2 separate regions of the Pan troglodytes genome follow, and region 1 is linked to region 2. Evidence: chromatin contacts called from public HiChIP or PLAC-seq data. All regions are on one chromosome and are shown on one strand. Each heading gives the region's core, a stretch centred on a gene start, on an enhancer-like site or on the middle of the called end of the contact. The rest is flanking DNA. Distances are from core to core; before and after follow the strand shown.

Region 1 (5,018 bases), core at 136-2,635, 140 kb before region 2:
ATGTTTGTCCCTGATCCTGAGAGCCCTAGGAAGGGCTGGTTTGGGGATCACTGGTTCCTCCTACTGCTCTCTTTTGGAGGGTGGAGATCTTGGGGGTAATACCCTGAAAGCACAGTGCAATGGGGAGCCCAGCCTTGGCCCAGAAAGATACCTTTACAGCCAGCCAGCCAAGTGTTTAAACCCGGAAATATGATTCCCTACCAGAGTGGGATATGGCTCAACATCCCTTCCCACCTCATACTCCTCTGGCACTCTTTGGAGTCTCCATTAGCTCTTCAAGAGAAGCTGGGCAGAAAGTTGAGGTCCAAAGCAAGGATAGATGTATTTACTCAAAGTGGCCCAACAAGTTACGGATGGAGCCAGGACAGTGACTGCCCTTTTGATTTCAGAGCTTGTGTGTTGCTGGTCTGGCCAGAGCTGGCTATTCTCTTCTTAGTGTCCTATTAGTGCATGTGTTCATTCAACACAAGAGATGGAGCACCATTTGAGGGCTGGAGGGTGTCAGGGCCCTGTCCTCAGGGAGCTCCCCTTCTGGTGGGAAAGAAAACTCTTTGACAATCAGCTCTCCCTAAAGATGACTGAAGGTGACCATCACTCCCAGAGAAGTGCAGGCCTCACCTGCAAAGGCAAAGGAGAGATCTTGCCTTGATTCGGGAGTGGGAGGGGGGAGCAGAGGAAGACCTCCAGGGGAAGGCACAGGATCCCTATGGGCTGACTTTCCTGAGAATGGCGCATGGGCAGACGGAGTGGGGACAGGGGCCACTGGTATTGTAGGCACCTGGAATTAGGGCCCCTTCTCTTTGTGGGGTGAGTGCTTCGACGTTCATTACCTTATTTCATCTTAGCAACACTCGTGGGAAGATAGTAGAGATATTTTAAGATCTTAAAATGCCCATTTTAAAGCTGGGAAAACAGACTCTCTGGTGGCGTGCTGTAGACCACAAACTGAATTAAGAACGCCAGTGTTCTGATTCCATCCATCTGCCGAGTTCCGGGCACGCACCGCCGAGCGCCTTACCCTGAGCCTTCCCGGTACCCGCAGCCCCGACAGCTCAGCCTTCCCCACCTGAAAGTTCCACCTGAGGTCTCCCTCAACTCTGCCCTCCTGCATTCTTGGCGTCGCGGGGAGTCAGGGGTTAAACCCCGTGGCCCGCGTGGCCCCTTCCCCCTCCGCAGCCCCCTCGCCTCCACTCGGCGCCGCGCCTGGAGCGTCCGTCCCGGAGACCCGCACAAGAGAGGAGGGGAAAAAGTGGGCCTGTTTCTCGGGTGGCCAATCCACCGAGCCCGCGGTGCCCCAGAGGAGGCGCCAGCGCTAGGCCAGCGCCAGGCCGGGCTGCCTGCTTCCCGCGGCAAAGTACAAATGCGCCCGAGCGCGGCGCCTGGAGCCCTTGGCGAGCACAGCCGGCCCGCGCTCAGCCTCCCTCCGCGGCCGCCGCGCCGCCGCCGCTGCTGGGACCGCCGCCCCGCCGGGCTCCAGGCCCCCGCGGCCCGACCCCGAGCCCACCGAGCAGGGGGCGCCGGCCGCCTCTAGCCCGCGCGCCCGCAACACCCGCTGGTCCCGCGCGCCTCGCCCGGCGCTGCGCGCTCGGCAGACGCCGGTCCTCTCCCTGCTTTCTCCTCCTCTCCCTCTCACCTTCCCCCTTTCTTTGATCGCCTCTCCCTTCTGCTGGACCTTCCTTCGTCTCTCCATCTCTCCCTCCTTTCCCCGCGTTCTCTTTCCACCTTTCTCTTCTTCCCACCTTAGACCTCCCTTCCTGCCCTCCTTTCCTGCCCACCGCTGCTTCCTGGCCCTTCTCCGACCCCGCTCTAGCAGCAGACCTCCTGGGGTCTGTGGGTTGATCTGTGGCCCCTGTGCCTCCGTGTCCTTTTCGTCTCCCTTCCTCCCGACTCCGCTCCCGGACCAGCGGCCTGACCCTGGGGAAAGGATGGTTCCCGAGGTGAGGGTCCTCTCCTCCTTGCTGGGACTCGCGCTGCTCTGGTTCCCCCTGGACTCCCACGCTCGAGCCCGTAAGTAGACCGGGAGGCTGGGTGGGCAGAGGAGGGATGAGGCCCCTGGAATGTGCGGGACAGCGCCAGGACCTGGACCCCAAGCTCTTCTGACAGCCGTCCAGGCAGCACCTGTGCCGGAGGGGTGGAGACTCCGTGAGGACCAGTATGGGCCAGGGGACCGGAGGAACTCGGCACGACTCAGAACTGAGAGAGGGCTGCTGCCAGGGACCTGAGGAGGGGCACCAAGGGCAGCGGGGGAGAGGGCAGGGCACTGTGTTTTGGGTTGGGGGAGGACTTACTGTTCCTAGGAGGGAGTCGGGTATGTCTGGCTACAGGTAAGGAGTGTGATGGAGAAGAAAAGGCTTTTTGCCTTTGGAAAGAGCCATTGGACAGAAATGAGAGGTAATTAGGATAACCTTCCCATTCTTTTCTCTCTTTTGATCCTCGCAACTCTCCAGTGAGGTGGGTATTATCATTCGCACTTTACAGATGAGAAAACTTAGGCTGAGCAAGGAGGAACTTGCTAAAACTTACAGAGCGGGTAAGCCATCCAAAGCCAGAACTCTAGTTCCAGATCCCATGCTTTATTCCCTGCCTCACATTGTCTAGAAGGAACCCTGAATTTGCAGCGTGAGACTCTGGGAGGCGGCAGGGCACAGTGAGATAGACCAGCGTCTTCACCATCCCACCCCCGCTGAATGCCAGCTGCTGGGAGGCCGTCACAGAGTGCACCTCTCTGACCCTGGGTTTCCTAATCTATAAAGCGGAAGTAAAAATCCTAGGAGAGTTGATAGGATTAAATTAGAGAAAAGAGGTAAAGCAGCTAGCACAAGACTGGTGCTTGATAGCTTCCAAAAAAAATCAGTTCCCAATTATGCTTTTCCACATAGATACAGTGTAACATCAAACAGGTTACATCATCATTCTGAGCCTCAGTTTCCTCACTGCGCCCACAATAGGCTGGTGGTCCCCCCTCCCCATGCCCATCCAATCTCTTAGAATGCTGTGAGGATGGGAAACCAAACCACATTCTCTTAATCAGAAGAAAGGAGCTTCATTCAAGCAGTGGGTTTCTCCAGGACATACATGACACAGCCTGAGATTAAGACCCCGCGTTCCCAACTCCTAGTCTGGTGCTTTTTCCTCTCCCCAGCTCAGCTCCTCCATCTATGCCTTTCTTTTGCACGTGACTTTCTGGAGCTGGTAGTGCTGGACTTTGTTACGGTCTTGTTTCTGCTCATGAGAGCAGGCTGAGTGTCTCTGGCCTGCCAGCAGCATGAGACTCATAGAAGTCTTTCCATTACATAGAACAAGTAATGGAATTAGCTCAGTGTTGTATTCAAATCCTGGCTGTGCCCCTTAGAGCTGTGTGACTTTTTGTAAGCCATAACTTCTCTGAGCCTCAATTTCCTCATCTGTCTAAGAGAGATACTAATCCAGAACTTGCAGGGTTCTTGGGAGGATTAAAGGAGGTAACAGATTAAAGTGCCCAGCACAATGCTGTGTACTCAATAAATGTCTCTTCTGCTTTCTTGAACCCTGAGGGTTTCCTCCTAACACCTGCCTCCTATTTCTTAAAAGAGACTTTGCACAGGATGCCCTCCATGCCTGCCTCCCATCCACTTGACACCTTGTTCTTAGTCCCTGCAATTTTTTCTCCAGATATCATTGCCCTTGATGCATCTTGGAAAGATGTCCTAGAACCAGACTGTTATCCTACCCACACCCCGCTTCTTTGCTTCCCATATCTTGTCAGCCTTTCATGGCCTTGCCTAGGTCACACCTCTTCAAGCAAACTCTCCCCGGTGACTTGATCCACTCTGATCTCCCTCCTCTGTGCCTCCCTGGCCTTCAGCTCTGTACCTCTCAGCAGGTCCTGCTAGTATTCCATCTTCCCTACAGCCTTGTAAATACAGATCTCCAGACATGTGAGAAAAAGACTTGGAGCCAACTCATTAGGGTGAGGTGGACTGGCACTCATTGGAGAATGTTAAGATTCCTGGATGTTAGAGCTGGTGAAACTATCAAAAACCATCTGCTTCTACCCATCAGTGTACCTATACTTAAGAGTTAAATTGAAGCCCAGAAGAGAAGAGTGACTTGCCCAAGGTCACACAGCAAATTTATTAAAGAAAAGAACAAAAGCCAGGCACAGTGGTACACATCTGTAGTTCCAGTCACCAGCTACTTGGGAGGCTGAGAGGGAGAGGAACCCTTGAGCTCAGGAGTTCAAGGCTAGCCTGGGGAACATGGTGAGACCTCATCTCTTAAAAAACAACAACAACAACAACAACAAAAAAAAAACAGAACAGACCTGCGTCCTGGACCCTGATTTGTCACTTATTGGCTGTGTGAGTTGGGACAGACCACTTCTTTATCTGAGCCTCATTTTGTTTGGTGCTGACAGCCTATGAATCTAGAAAGGATCCTATAGTCATTTGCCAAGATGCTATTTGAAGGTCTCTTACAAAGGTCCTCATCTTAGTTTAAGTGAGATCTCAAGCCTGTTGTGGGTCAGAAATCTGGTGATATCTTAGGTGCTTTCAGAAACAGTGCTAACAGATGGAAATTTTCAAGTCTGTGTGGTATCAGGCTCCTGAGGTGTCGGAGCCCTGAAGAATGCCAAGGGCCTGTGAACACAGGTAACAGTTTGCTCCTCAGGCTATTCAAACAAAAAGTATTCTCTCTTTGGTTCTATTTCCAGCCATAGATTGAGCCCTAATCCCAATACAGACTAAGTTGCAATTCCAGCCACAAGCCAAGCCCTAATCCTCCAACCTTGGCCACAGGTTGAACACCAATTCCACCCCTATACAAGACCCCTTACCCAGGCTGGGTCCCTGACCTGGTTACTGACCAGTACTGGTCCCAGCCCCAGGCTGAGCCACAGACATGTGTGATGCTGGTCACTCTAGACACTCGGCTCTTTGTGGATGAGTGTCCACCAGAGGCCTACTATCTTCTTACCTCCCTCTTCAGTGCTTTCTGCCCTACTCCTCTCAGCTCCTCTCTTTGGTTCTCTTCCCTAA
Region 2 (4,932 bases), core at 838-3,337:
ATATAAACACTTATACATGAATGTTTTATACATGAATGTTCATAACAGCATCATTCATAGCAGTCAAAATATGGAAATAACCCAAATGTCCATTAATGATGAATAAACAAAACTTGTTGTATCCATATTACAGACTGAATCATGTCTCCAAAAAGGTAATGTTAAAGCCCTAACCCCCAATACCTTAAAATGTGACCTTATTTAGAAATAGAATTATAGCACATGTAATTAGTTAAGACAAGGTCATATTGGAGTAGGGTGGATTCGTAATTCAGTATGACTGGTGTTCATATAAGATGGACATGCAAAGATACAGATATACAGGGAGAATGCCATGACAATGAAGGCAGAGATTGGAATTACGCAGTTACAAGCCAAGAAATGCCAATGATTGCCAGCAAACCAAATTAGCTCTAATCTATATAGGCTATCTGTAGAGTTAAAAGCAAAGCATAACAACAACAAAAAATTCCAATATGATTAAAATTGGTAGTAAATTGGACTTACTGTTTGGCCTGGTTAACATGAACCCCTAGTGTATAGCTCAGCCATTTGTATGTCACCTGTAACAAGAAAAAATTTTTCAAATGTTTTATTAGATGACTCCAGAGTGCACATCAGTCCCGAGGGTCTGTTGCTAAAGATTCCTATTCTTAGATGATTATGCCTTATAAATTACAATAAATGCCACTGCAGTTTTGCCAAGAACTATCTATCTGGGTAGGCAGGACCTATTTATCTTAAAAATGCTAAGAAGTTTGTTTCATGAACTAATGAAAAGTAATCTAAAAAGACAAGCTGAACATACCTAACAGAAAAAACTCTCATTTTCCTCACATTCCTTGTTTTACTCAAGCCCTTTCCTCATGATGTTTTTTTTGGGGGCCACCAGCCAAAGCCATCCTAAAACTCTTTCAGAAGCTAGATGACTTTGAAGTGTGATGTCTCAGAAACTTCTAAAGAAAGTTGCACCCATGCAAACATTAAAGGGCACAGGTGGTGCAGGGGTCAGGAAACGAAAAAAGTGGGTAAATATTTTTATAAGAGATTAGATTGGGAACTACCAGCATCAAGCCTTCATCCCTCCTAGACCCAGGATGCCTGCACTCTCTTCTCTCAAAGTCTCTTCCAATTCCAAATGTCAAGCTTCCAATAGTTAGAAGACTTGCACAGGTTAGGCAAAGGCAGTGTGATGTAGAAGAAAGCATTAGTAAGAAGACAGACCTAGGTTGAAAAACTGCCTATCCCTTACCAACCGCAAATAAACAAGTTATTTGGCCCCTCAGCTTCAATTTCCTCATCTCGGGATACCACCACCGACCTGGGATGGGGTGCGGGGAGGTCACTGTAAAGATTAAAGTGCCTTGGCACACAGCAGGCACTCAATCATCACGGTTTGCAAAGTGCACTCACATCCATCAATTCGCTCGATTTTTTCCTCACCCGTGTGAAGCGATCAAACCTCTACCAATGCTTAAATTTCCAGGAAGAGGAAACAGTATCTGGAGGTTACGCAACTTGTAACTTAACACAGTTAAGACACGATTTCCTCAACTGTAAACTTAAAACTTTAAACGCCAACCACCTTAAAAGAAAAGTGTAGGGACGCCTTAGAACTCTCAGCCAACGGCCCTCCCTTCGCGCCCGGTCTCCGCGGCTCCAGCCCCAGGCTCTGTTCCCAGCACGCCCACCCAAGGGACGCGGACTTCCGTGTGTGCCGGAGGACCTTCCCGACGAGTCCTTGCTCGCTCTGGGGCACAGAGCTCGCCCAGGTCCCCTCGTGGGGACCTGTCTCCCCTGGTCCCCACGAAGCCACAAGCAGACAGGGGGTCAAGGCTCCCGCCGCCCTAGCCGGGCCCAGGACCCCGGTCGCACGCCCGCGTTCCCCAGTAGTAGCTGCTCACGATCTTGTTTTGGTCCGTGACGAACTCGTCTATATTTTCCAGATAAAGCTGGTCCGCCATGGTGCGGCAGCGCTGGGACCCGCCTCTAACCCCTCTCTCAATCACAGCCACAGCTCCCGCCGGCGGGAAACGTCTTTGCTCCCTCCCAGGTCCCGGGTCGTTTCCCCGGCAACGGAGGCGACGCACTACGGCGGCCCTCGAAGGGTCAAACTAGTCAGGGAGACGGCGCAGACGGAGGTAGGCAGAGCTAGTAGAAAACACCGAAGTGCGGAGCCTCCTGGCTGGTTTTTTCCTATACCTACGTACCTATGATAAAGTTTAATTTATAAATTAGGCACAGTAAGAGATTAACAAAAATAACTAACGATAAAATAGAACAATTATTATTATACTGTAATAAACATTAGTGAATATGGTCTCTCAACAGATGTCATTGGGTATAATATTTCCCTACCGAGGTTGGCTGCGCGTGATGAAACCCGGGAAAGCCAGGATAAAGGGGAGACTATTGAAAACAATAATTTTAGTAGTGCTGCCAACTGGGGAAAAGTACTGCCTGTTATAATCCCTCAGAGTTGAGAAATTAGGGAAGGTTTTTCCAGAGGGGTTGAGGAGAGGCTGAGTGTTTCGGATAGAAGCAGGAGAATTTGCTGGAAAAGAGTTCATTATCTCTGGATTGTTAGGAGAAGAGGCGGATGAGAGAGACGGGAGAAACCAAATCGTTGTGCCTAGGAGACTGTGAAGAGGCGCTTGAGCTGTGTTCTCAGGAAAACTTGGAGGAAAGTTATCAGGTTGGGGAATTTCAACTCAAATTTCTCCTAGTATCACCCCCGCAAAAATCTTTAATAATTGACTTAAGCATAAGCCGGTGCAGTTCAGTATCGCAGGTGTAGTGCGTAAGAGAGTGGGCTCTAGAGTCAGACTTACTGGGTTTGAATCCTGGTTTTGCTGTTTGTTGTGTAAACTTAGGTAATTCTTTAGCCACTAGGAGCCTATTTCCTTATCTATAAAATGGGAATAATAACAGTACCTACTTCAAAGGCTTGTCGCGACATGCATTCATTCAAAGCATAGCAAAATCCTGAGAAAGGCCAGATACTATTCTGAGTGTTGAGGTGCTGGGGCTGCAGCTATGAGCAATAATAAACCGAGCCTGTTCACATGTAACTTATATTCTGAGATTTTTAAGTGAAAGATAGTGGTGGTTTAAAATAGGGTAGCAGACCGGGCGCGGTGGCTAACGCCTGTAATCCCAGCACTTTGGGAGGCCTAGGGGGATGAATCACCTGAGGTCAGGAGTTCGAGACCTGCCAGGCCCACATAGTGAAACCCTGTCTCTACTAAAAATATAAAAATTAGCCGGGCGTGGTGGCACGTGCCTATAGTCCCAGTTACTCCCAGGGCTGAGGCATGAGAATGTCTTGAATCCAGGAGGTGGAGGTTGCAGTGAGCCGAGATCATGCCACTGCACTTCAGCTTGGGAAACAGAGGGAGACTCCGTCTAAAAATAAAATAAAATGGCTCGGCGCAGTGGCTCACACCTGTAATCCCAGCACTTTGGGAGGCCGAGGCAGGCAGATCACCTGAGGTCAGGAGTTCGAGACCAGCCTGGCCAACATGGCGAAACCCCGTCTCTACTAAAAATACAAAAATTAACCAGGTGTGGTGGTACACGCCTGTAATCCCAGCTACTCGGGAGGCTGAGGCAGCAGAATCACTTGAACCTGGGAGACCGAGGTTGCGGTGAGCTGAGATGGTGCCACTGCACTCCAGCCTGGGAAACAGAGTGAGACCCCCCTCAAAATAAATAAATAAAATAAAATAGGGTAGCGGTGCCAGGCACAGTAGCTCACACCTATAATCCCAGCACTTTGGGAGGCCAAGGCAAGTGGATCACTTGAGCCCCAGGAGTTCGAGACCAGCCTGAGCAACATACTGAAACTCCGTCCCTACTAAAAAAAAAAAAAAAAGCCATGGTGGCACGAGCCTGTGGTCTGTGGTCTGTGGTCCCAGTTCTGAAGTGGGAGGATGAATTGAGCCCAGGAGGTAGAGGTTGCAGTGAGCACTTGATCATGCAACTGCATACAGCCTGGGTGACAGAGTGAGACACTGTCTCAAAAAATAATAATTTTTTTTTTTTGAGACAGAGTTTTGCTCTTGTTCCCCAGGTTGGAGTGCAATGGCGCGATCTCGGCTCACTGTAACCTCTGCCTCCCGGGTTCAAGTGATTCTCCTGCCTCTGCCTCCCAAGTTGCTGGGATTACTGGCATGCGCCACCACACCCGGCTAATTTTGTTGTAGTTTTAGTAGAGACAGGGTTTCGCCATGTTGGCCAGGCTGGTCTCGAACTCCTGACCTCAGGTGATCCACCCGCCTTGGCCTCCCAAAGTGCTGGGATTACAGGCATAAGCCACCACGCCCAACCAATACATTTTTAAAAATAGAGTAGTGGTAGTGGAAATCGAGAGAACTGAGTGACTTGAGTTTTGTTTTAGAGTCGGCAAAACCTGCTGATGAATTACACGAGTGGAGTGTGGAAAAAACAGGAATCAAGGAAAATACCTAGATATGGAACATAAATCTTTAGGTAAATGGTGATGCCCTTGACTGAGACGTGAAAGACTGGAAGCAGAAGAGAAAATCAAATAATTCTATTTGGCCAGTTATAAATGAGATAATATACATAAAACTCTCATGCAGTACCTGCACACAATAAAATCTATGATCGTTGACTATTACATTATTATATACCAGACATACTATACCAGGTATTTTAAGAGCAATATTTCATTTAGTCCTCATAGCAATGCTGCAAATGTATTATATTGTCCATATTTTATTTTATTATTTATTTATTTATTTTGAGATGGAGTTTTGCTCCTGTTGCCCAGGCTGGAGTGCAATGGCGCAATCTCTGCTCACTGCAACCTCTGCCTCCCGGGTTCAAGCGATTCTCCTGCCTCAGCTTCTCGAGTAGCTGGGATTACAGGCATGCACCACCATGCCCAGCTAATTTTGTATTTTTAGT

What was found. HiChIP or PLAC-seq counts read pairs in DNA pulled down with a chosen protein or histone mark.
Region 1: an H3K4me3 HiChIP or PLAC-seq map of stem cell-derived excitatory neurons shows a contact between it and region 2, with 5 times the contacts expected there. The contact joins the promoter of CHRDL2 here to the promoter of POLD3 in region 2. A contact is called at or near these places in 1 of 7 Hi-C or Micro-C datasets (blood) and 1 of 1 datasets of contacts at active chromatin or transcription factors (stem cell-derived excitatory neurons).

Annotation. Positions count from the first base shown.
Region 1 is chr9:76,765,363-76,770,380 of NHGRI_mPanTro3-v2.0_pri, reverse strand. CHRDL2 (chordin like 2) reads left to right here and starts at 1,385. Exons shown (of 11, transcript XM_009423759.4): 1 at 1,385-2,007. The coding sequence starts at 1,926.
Region 2 is chr9:76,627,327-76,632,258 of NHGRI_mPanTro3-v2.0_pri, reverse strand. POLD3 (DNA polymerase delta 3, accessory subunit) reads right to left here and starts at 2,087. Exons shown (of 12, transcript XM_508641.7): 1 at 1,905-2,087; 2 at 508-563. The coding sequence starts at 1,964.